Linked DNA regions of Sus scrofa: region 2 is linked to region 1. A link is a contact called in public Hi-C data. All regions are on one chromosome and are shown on one strand. Each heading gives the region's core, a stretch centred on a gene start, on an enhancer-like site or on the middle of the called end of the contact. The rest is flanking DNA. Distances are from core to core; before and after follow the strand shown. Region 1 holds the start of FAM109A (sesquipedalian-1). Region 2 overlaps SH2B3 (SH2B adapter protein 3).

Region 1 (4,722 bases), core at 736-3,235:
GAATCTCTGGCAGATATTCCCCATGCCAAGACCCAAATGTTCATATGCCTGGCATTTTCCTTATTTGGTGAACATCTAGATTTGGGGAAATTCCAGTTTGCCTTTCCTGTTCAAGAAATTATGGCACCATCATGGAGTTCCCATTGTGGCACAGTGGTTAACGAATCCGACTAGGAACCATGAGGTTGCGGGTTTGATCCCTGCCCTTGCTCAGTGGGTTAATGATTCGGCGTTGCCGTGAGCTGTGGTGTAGGTTGCAGACGCGGCTCGGATTCCATGTTGCTGTGGCTCTGGCGTAGGCCGGTGGCTACAGCTCTGATTCGACCCCTAGCCTGGGAACCTCCATATGCCATGGGAGTGGCCCAAGAAATAGCTAAAAAAAGACAAAAAAAAAAAAAAAAAAAAAAAGACAAAAGAAAAAAAGAAATTATGGCACCATCAGGTACAGCTGGATCCACAGGCTCAACTGATATCAGATACGTCATATCTCTCTCTCTTTCCATAGTCAGGGGTCTTCACTATCAGGCAGGCTCTCAAATTCAACCACTTCCCTCCACCTCCACTGCCTCCACTCTGCTCGAAGCCACCATCATCACATACATCATTCATCATCACTTGCCTACTGCAACAGCCTCCTCCCTGGTCTCCTGGGTTCTACCCTTGCTTCTTACAGCCAGGAACCATGTCGAACCTAAGATAGCATGTCCCTCCTCTGCTCAAAACCCTCCCATGGCTCCCATTCCTTCCAGAGAAAAAGCAAAATCTTTGCCATGACACACAAGACCCTGAGTAACCTGGCTTTGCCAATATTCTCTAACCTCATTTCCTACTATTATTCCCTTTGCTCACTTGGCTCCAGCCCCACTGGCCCCTTCCGTTTTACAGACATGCTCGTGTGGTCCCACCTCAGGACCTTTGCCCTTGCTCTTCCCTCTGCATGGGACACCCTTCCTTCGGATATCTACATGGCTCCCTCCTTCACTTCTTTGAAGTCTCTGCTCCTTAGAGCAGTTTCCCTGACCACCTTGTCTAAAATTGTACTCCCAGTCTTTCTTTCCTACTCCTGTGGCTTATAGTCTTCCTAGCAAGAATCACTTCTATATCTCAATTGTTTGTTGACCAACTCAGTCTTACACAGGTGCTTAGTGAGGGACTGTAGAATGAATAGATGATGCTGGTCTGTCCTGTTTCTCTCCTGCTTTCAGGCCAGGGCTGAACAGTAACTGAGTCCCAGAAGGAAGGCTGCAAGAGCAGCAAACAAAGACAGCTCTAGAGAGATAGAACTGTGTTATTTTGGATGGAACAAAAAGAATAAAAATCCCTATTTATTAATAGCATCTACTGTGTGCCATGCCCTTTATATACCATGGTTGTCTCTATTTGAAAGATAAGGAAACAGGGCTAGAAAAATGGATTGATTTTTCTAAGGCCTCACAGTGACTAAAAGGCTTACTGGGACTTGAGCCCAACCCTGCCCAACTCCAGAAATTTCCCTCTTCACCTCGGGCCGGGGGTAGGGTTGCAAGGCATCCTGTTCATATAGAAGAGTCCTATGTTGACTTTGCCGTGATGCCCGAAATGTCCCGTAATCAGCTTTTTTCAATAAATCACACGTTTTTGGCAGTTATATTTAAAATTGAGCTGGTGTTAAATTTGCTATATCTGGCAACCCTAGCCAGGGAGGAGCTCGAACTCAAGGCTAGGGCTTCAGCGAATGGTCACGCCCAGGACCCCGATGCTTTTTCTGGACGAATCCGCCCCCTATATCTACCCTGGAAGCGTGTTGTGTCTCAGGGATCCAACCTTTCTTCCAACAGGGCATTCCTGAGCCAGTTGCGGTTCCTTTAAGAGTGGTTTCAGGGGCGGTCCCACAGGGGCGTGGCGAATCCAGGGGGTGCGCCGGATCTGGGCTGGCCAATCCGGGAGTAGGGGACGAACTCGCGGCCGACCCAGCACCCGCGGGTTGGGAAGGGTTAAAGAGGCGCGTCGGTGGGTCGCGGACTGTCCGGCTGCCTCCGCCTCCTTCGGTCGGATCCCCGCTCTCCCGCGGCTGCGCCGGCTCGGCCGCCCGGGAAACAAAGCGCCACCGCGGCTGCGGCCACCGAGCAAGTCCCAGACCATGGCCGGGCGGTCCCCTGGCTCCGCGCCTCTAGTCCGGCCGTCGCCGTCGCCCTAGGCCGCGCCGCGAGGTAAGGCCAGCCTGGCGTAGTGGGGGTGGGGTGAGAGCTTTCGGGCGGACCTGAGAGGGGACGCGGGACCGGGCTCGGGCCGCCGTGGGCCTCGGGGTCCTCCGGCCTTCTGGGGAGACCTCTGCTGGGGATCTGTCCATTTGCAGTTCCACGCCAGTGGTAATTTGCCCATCAGGGACCCCAGCTGCAGGGGGCAAACTTGGCTGATGACTCTCCTGCCCAATAAGAGACCTCTGGGGGAACTCTGGGGAGGAGAGCTCCACTTGACTCCTACATTCTGGCGTTGACCACCCCATTTAGGACTCTGGCTGTCCTTTAAGGAACACACCACGTACAAAAGGAGAGAGAGCAGCTAGGAGCAATGGCCTGGGATGGCCGTCCTACCTGGAGTGCTTGTGGCCGCTGCCCAAGGCAGTGCTGCGCAGGAGCTCTTCGGGGTTCTCAACACGTTTTCCAGCCATACCTGCCACACCCTCTCTAACATGCCCACTGCTAGGGGACACTTGTGGCAGCTGGATCCAATCCCAGGCCCAGTGGTTTTGGCTTCTTTCCTTGAAATGAGCATCAAAATGCCATGCCTCAGTTCTAGGCAGTCTGTATCCCTGGAGGCCTGGAGCTAATTATTTTCTTTTGGACAATTCCTTGACTGAATGTTTACTACCTGCTCAGCATTTTGCAAGATGGCTCTTCAGGACTAATTTATTCAATTCCAAGAGGGGTGGATATTAATATTCTCACTTTATAGATGAGGCTGTGTTCTCAAGGTCCTCTAGCCTGGACTGGCAGAGGCAAGAACTTAGCCCTGGGATCAGAGAGGGGCTGGGTCGGTCCCCTCCAGCTTCCTGCCTGGCCAGGGACTGTTGAATCAGCAGCAGTGCTCACAGCGGACTCTGAACTTCTTGGAAAACTGTATGAGCACAGGGAGATAAGCCAGCTTGCCAGGCCCTCCCAGAGGCTGGAGCCTGTGTCCCTGCTGCCTCCTGCCTTCCCCGCCTTTCTTGTTGGGCAGGAGGAACCAGGGCCATCGGCAGAGGGGTCCTGTGCTGGCTGGTGACTTTGGGCTCCAGGTGGTGGGGGTGGTAGAAGGGGAGCTGCTGAGTATGAGGGAAATTGCTTTTCCTTTGGCCTTAAGAGGTGGTGAGGCTCCAAGAACAGTTCCTTTGGGCTGGTTGCCCACAGCATGCAATTCTAGGCACAGAATTGTACCTTCGGGTAAGTTGCTTAGCTCTCTTTGTCTCAGTTTCCACATCTATGAATGTGGGATGGGGAATGACTTCTCATGGGCCTGCTGAGAGATTTAAGTAGACAACCTTTCGATTCGTTCTACAGGTATTTGAGCACCAACTACATGCTAGGCACTAGAATTCAGACAAAGAACCCTGCCCTCCTAGAACAGGCAAAAATGACCCAGGTGATTTCAGGCAGTGACTGGGGGGCGCCTTCTTGAGGAGGTGATAGTCAAGCTGAAACTGAAGGATGAGGAGTTGGCCACATGAGATATGGGAAAGGCATTCTAGGCAGAGGGAATAGCCAGGGCAAAGGCCCTGAGGTGGGAATATGTCTGGTGTGTTTGAGGAATAGCAGGGAGACCAGGGTGGCTAGAGACAAGTGAGTAAAGGGGAAAGCGAGAGAGCAAGGGCAGTTGGAATTCAGGGGGGAAGAATGAATTTTATGCTGAGAGAAGTAGGGAGCCATGGGAGGTTTTAGAGTTGGAGAGAGGGTATGATTTGGTTTAGTTTTAATAGGATCCCTCTGTGAGGAATGGATCCTCTGTGGGGGCAGGGGAGGTGCCTAGGAAGGCGTTATGATCTTACCCTGAAGAACATGGACAAAAGGAGGGGCAAGGGTGGAGGCAGGGAGACTGGTGAAGAGGCTACTGTAGCTGTCCGGGCGAGCTATGATGGGGGCCTAGAATGGGACGTGGCCATGAGCAGAGGTTAGGCTGCTGATTTGGAAGAGGTTGGAGCAGGCTTGACAAGTGAGCCAATGTGGAGGTGGCAGGAAACCAAGGGCCTTTTGCTGAGACAAAGCACTGAGGGGAACATTTGGAGGCTGAGAAGAACGTCATCAGCCATGTACCATGCTGGCACTGTGCTCAGGACGTAGTCACTGTCTTCACAGCAACCCCTACTTAGATGCTATTATGATCCCATTTTACAGATGTGGAAACAGAGGCCCATAGAGGCTTAAAGCTTGCCTGGGGTCACACAGCCTGGACACTGCAGAGCTGACATTTGAATCCAGAGAAGAGCAAGCTGAAACCAGAACTGGGCAGAGGGCAGGGAAGTGAGCAGTGGCCTGAGAGGTAGGAGGGAAATGGGGCAAGTTGGGTGAGTGGTTTCTGTGAGAAGTGGGGTCCATCTGGGAGTTGTTGGGGGTTGGGGAAGAATCCCTCCCATTTTGCAGAGAAAGAAACTGAGGCTCAGAGAGGGGAAGCCCATGCCGGAAGTCACACAGCTCAGAGAGGCAGGGCAGGGATTAAACACTCTGAGTCTTTAGAGTTGTGGCCTTGGCCCAGCTGCTAGGTCAGGAC
Region 2 (4,722 bases), core at 1,075-3,574, 52 kb before region 1:
GTAGACAGTCCTAGCCTTAAGTCCCAACTCTGCCTCATCTTCCATGGACAAGTGACTTGCCTCTCCTAGCCCCACTTTTGTAAGGTGGGATAACAGGGCCCCCACCTGCCATGAGCATTGAGCAATACAGGGTTAGGGTTAGGGTGTGGAGCGCTCCAGGTGGGTCTGGAGAGATCCATGTGGGGAAATGGCACCAGGTGGGGATGAGCACAGGGCCTCAGGAACCCAGTCTTAGGAATACCTGCCCTGCTCAGAAGCAAATAGCTCCTCTGGAGGAAGCTTCCACCTTTCATAGCTGTCTCCACTACGAGACCATAAGCCCAAGGCAGCCTTCCTGCTCCCTTCATCTGTGTGTCTTCCACAGGGTACAGAGGAAGTGGTATAAATGTTTGCTGAGGACTCTCCAGAGTGGAGAAGGTGGAGGAAAAGGCATTAGAGGCTAGGTACAGCAAAAGCCAACACCCAGAGACCAGAAAGTACACAAAATGCACCAGGTGGCAGGGGTGTCAGCTGTGGCTAGAAATTGTGCTAATAGGCCCCCGCACACCAGCCTGTAATGAGCATCTGCTGTGTGCCAGGCACTGGGGCCTGGGCTCTCCATCCAGGACACTTTCAGACTATTGAATTCACAAGCCAGCACCATTTCCAGAAATTTCCAGTTTCACAGAAAAGAGCATCATATTGAGGAATGGAGGTACCAGAACCAAGGAAGCAGGAAGGACATTGTCTCAGAGCAAAGAACAGACGTCGACATCAATTATGGTGATGTGTTAGTGAGAAAACCCTCAGCATCCCACTCTGGACCATCTGTCTCTCTGAAGAACAGTGGTGGGCGCCTCCCATGACCCCCCAGCAGCCCATGAAACCAGTGTTTTATCCCCACTTCACAAATGAGCCAAGGCTAAGAGAATTTCTAGGGGGTGGGGGTGGGGGGCTGGTCACGACACAGAGCACCCATCACAACCAGCAGGCCCAGAGCCACGGAAAGTCAGCCTGGGATCCACATTTAAGACAGGCCTGGGGAGTTCCCGTCGTGGCTCAGTGGTTAACGAATCCGACTGGGAACCATGAGGTTGCGGGTTCGGTCCCTGCCCTTGCTCAGTGGGTTAACGATCCGGCGTTGCCGTGAGCTGTGGTGTAGGTTGCAGACACGGCTCGGATCCCGCATTGCTGTGGCTCTGGCGTAGGCTGGCAGCTACAGCTCCGATTAGACCCCTAGCCTGGGAAACTCCATATGCCGCGGGAGCGGCCCAAGAAATAGCAAAAAAATAAAAAAATAAAAAAAAATAAGACAGGCCTGGGTGTATTTCAAACCCACTGCCATCTGAGGGGAATGCTGGGCAGCAAGGCCACCCCACTCCTCCTCCCCCAGGCACAAGAGGCTTGAAGGAGGGAGAGTACAGGCCATCCCACAGGCAGAATGGTGGGTGCTGAGGGCAAGGGCTCTGGAACCAGGCGGACTGCATTCCAGTCCTGAGCAGCTCCTGGGGGCAAAGGGGGTGCTCACAGAGCCCCCACTAAGAGTGAGGTGTCAGAGACACCCTGAACCCCCCGAGATGCGCAGCATCAACATTGAGTTGCCATCCATCAGTCCTGTCAGTGCTACTCCCAGAGACATCCAGGATCTACCTACTTCCCATCCCCCTCTTCTGCTCCAAACCCTCCCGTGGCCCCCATCTTTCCGGGAATAGAAGCACAGGTCCTCACTGTGGCCCACAAGATGTTGCGTGACCTTCTCAGCCTCATCTGCCCTCCCTCACTTTTCCAGCCACACTGGCCTCCACCGTTCCTTCAAGTCATCAAGCATACTCCCGCCTCAGGGCCTTTGCACCTACTGTTCCCTCTGTCTGAAAGGACAGTTCCTCCACATCTTCACAAATCTGACTCTTCTCAGATTCAGGTCTCAGCTCAAGTGTCAGCTCCTCAGGAAGGCCCTCCCTGACCACGGTGTCTAAATACACACAGTCACCATCACAAAACCCCCTTTACTGCATTTACCAGCCCGTGAACACTTATCTAAGCCATCCATTTACAGATGGGGAAATGGAGGCCCCGAGAGGCAAAATCACCTGTCCCCAGTCACAGAGATCACAGAGAGAGGAGCTGAATGGAGCTGAGGCTGAGACCCTTGTCTGCCCAGCCCCAGAGCCCACAGCAACCACCTCCATCTGGTTGTCCCTCCCAGCTCATGCTGTCCCACAGCCAGGCCCGATCCCAACTGCAGGTCTGCTCTGGGGAGCCTTCTTTGACCCCTAGGTCGTGGTCAGTACGATTCCTATGCCTCTCCCTCGGCACAGGGCTTATCAGGCCTGGCCATAATTTCCTGATGGTGCAGCTGCCCCCACCATCTGACTGGGAGTTCCTCTGGGGGTGGGGACAGGGCACCAAGCCTTGTTCCTAGCTGAGGCCCAGCCCTGGGTCCAGCCTAGAGGAGGCACTTGGAGAGTGTCTCTCAGATAGATGGGTGAGTAGCTGGGTGGGTGCCTGGATCCACAGCCTTCAGATGTCTGGGAGCAGAGGCCAATGTGGGGGTGTGGCGAGTTATCTCACCCCCTGGCTGCCTGGCTCCCTTGGAGGCAAACTGAAGGCAACAAGCCAATTTCAAGGACTGAACAAATGTTGGAACTACGGGCCACAGGTCACTTCCTTCCTCTGCCCCAACTAGAGCCCCCTCCCCCCACACACACACCCTTCAAATGCCTGCCTCAGCCACTCTTCCTCTGTGTGACCCTCAGCAAATCACTTCGCTTCTCTGCATTTTGTTTTTTCATCTGTAAAATGAAGGTGATACTGGAACATCCTGCTCCACGCGCCCTGGGGCTTCTGTAAGTGCCTCTTGCCTGAGTGCCCTGGATGCTCCCAGATCCACCCAGTCCACTAGGGGCCAGGTCTTCCCCCTTGGTCTGCCCCTTGCCACCTCATGCTCCCTCTCCCCACAGGGAACCAGGAAAGGGATGGGAGAGGCTTCCATAAAAGCCACCTGGATCGAGGCAGCTTCCCTGGCCCGGCAAGTGAGCCGGCCAGTGCCAGAAAGAGAAAGGCTGATGCTGACATGGTAAGACAGACCTGATGGGACAGCCTGCTCAGAGACAGAGGCCTCATCATTTTCCTCTCCCGCGCTGGGCAGGAGGCATCCCCAGATCACACCCTGAGTGAGCGTGAAGGTGAAAGCCTGCCCCCTACTGTCAGACCCTAAGAGGCCTGAAGGAGGCCATGTGGGAGGGGTAAGTTGGCCAGAGATGTGGAGACAAAGGGGCTGGGGGCTCGTCTAAAAGCCCACCTACATGGAGTTCCTGTCATGGCGCAGTGCTTAACGAATCCGACTAGGAACCATGAGGTTGCGGGTTCGGTCCCTGCCCTTGCTCAGTGGGTTGACAATCCGGCATGAGCTGTGGTGTAGGTTGCAGACACGGCTTGGATCCCGCGTTGCTGTGGCTCTGGCATAGGCTGGCAGCTACAGCTCCGATTCGACCCCTAGTCTGGGAAACTCCATATGCCGCGGGAACGCCAAGAAATAGCAAAAAATAAAATAAAATAAAATAAAACCCCACCTACAGTGAGCTCCCCCTCCAGCCCATCAGAGTCCCCCCTCACATGTCAGGACAGACTTGCAGTGACACAGACACAAAGTCCCCTCTCAGAGTGACGGAGACCACCCCCACACACAGACTCACAGTGAGAGGGACACAAAGCCCCTCTCAGATGCTGCATCAACCTCCCCCAGGAACAAACTCCCAGAGACAGAGACCCCCACAGAGAGACAGCACCACCAACACACACAGGATCCCTCAACAGCCCCTCCCGAGATGTGGAAGCCCAGGTCCATAGCGAGTGTGGATAAGCCAGCTGTGGGGATGGGCCTGGGGGCCACACCCAGGTTTGAGGGGCTCTGTGGCCTAAGAGGGACTACCCTGGAAGTCCCTCTCCCTGCACCCCCTTGTCAGCATAGGTGAACTAGTGAACCAAGGGGCTTATGAGCCACCAATATCTTCACCAGCTGCGCTCACCTTCCAGGCCGCACACCCCAGCTGGGGGAGGGATGTGCGGGGGTCGGGTAGAGGGCTGCATGCTGATGCCTCTGAGGCCTCTCCCCTCCACATAGGGTGCCACTCTTGCCCAAAACCTTTGGCAAATTAGGATCAATCGCTTTGCAGCTCCTCGAGCTGCTCAGCAGCCAGGCTTGATCAAGCACTCCTCTGTCCCTGGCTGGCCTGAGATGTTCTTGAGGACAGAAGTGGCATCTTTGCCTGGGAACACTCAGCTGGCACTGGGGCCTGGGCCACCTGGGGGTCCAGAGCAGGGTGTGGGGGGGCCAGCCAAACGCTCCCCTACCCCCACCACCACCGGCTGCAAACCAGCTGCCACCAGCCCACGCCTTGAACGACCACATCCTGCTCCAGGCTTCCCGCCAGGAATCCTCCCTGCCCCCACTTGGCTGCAGAGCCCCAAGGCCCGTGCGCCCAGTCCCTGTCCCCCTTCTTCTCGTAGTGCCACTGGGCCACCTCGATGCCAGGGACACCCCAGGCCTCGAGTGCCGGGCTGTGGTCAGCCCCCCAGACAAAAGGGGAAGCCGTGGCTCCGAGAGGCAACGCCATGTGCCCAGGCCCCAGGCAGGAGGGGGCTCACCCGTGCTGAACTTGGCACGGGCCCTGGGGCCTTCCTGCTGCAGCAAGGGTGTGCTCTGTGGTCCTGGGGGGAGAGCAGAGGGACCCACCTGAGTCT

The links. A called contact is a pair of places that touch in the nucleus more often than the background predicts.
Region 2: a contact with region 1 is called in a Hi-C map of liver, with 5 times the contacts expected there. The contact joins the enhancer-like site here to the promoter of FAM109A in region 1. A contact is called at or near these places in 2 of 5 promoter capture datasets (fetal liver and fetal skeletal muscle), 31 of 47 Hi-C or Micro-C datasets (adipose tissue, alveolar macrophages, blood and 15 more) and 2 of 2 datasets of contacts at active chromatin or transcription factors (alveolar macrophages and skeletal muscle).

What each region holds. Positions count from the first base shown.
Region 1 is chr14:32,597,971-32,602,692 of Sscrofa11.1, reverse strand. It overlaps FAM109A (sesquipedalian-1), which reads left to right and starts at 1,985. Exons shown (of 3, transcript XM_013982887.2): 1 at 1,985-2,189.
Region 2 is chr14:32,650,088-32,654,809 of Sscrofa11.1, reverse strand. All of the region lies in intron 2 of SH2B3 (SH2B adapter protein 3), which reads right to left. Among named protein-coding and RNA genes, the nearest start is that of SH2B3, 29 kb to the right of the region's middle. Within about 2 kb of position 2,324, at least 23 of the 83 cell types and tissues checked have an H3K27ac peak or open chromatin away from gene starts, as enhancers often do. A contact at or near this core is called in adipose tissue, alveolar macrophages, fetal liver and 6 more, where this site is marked.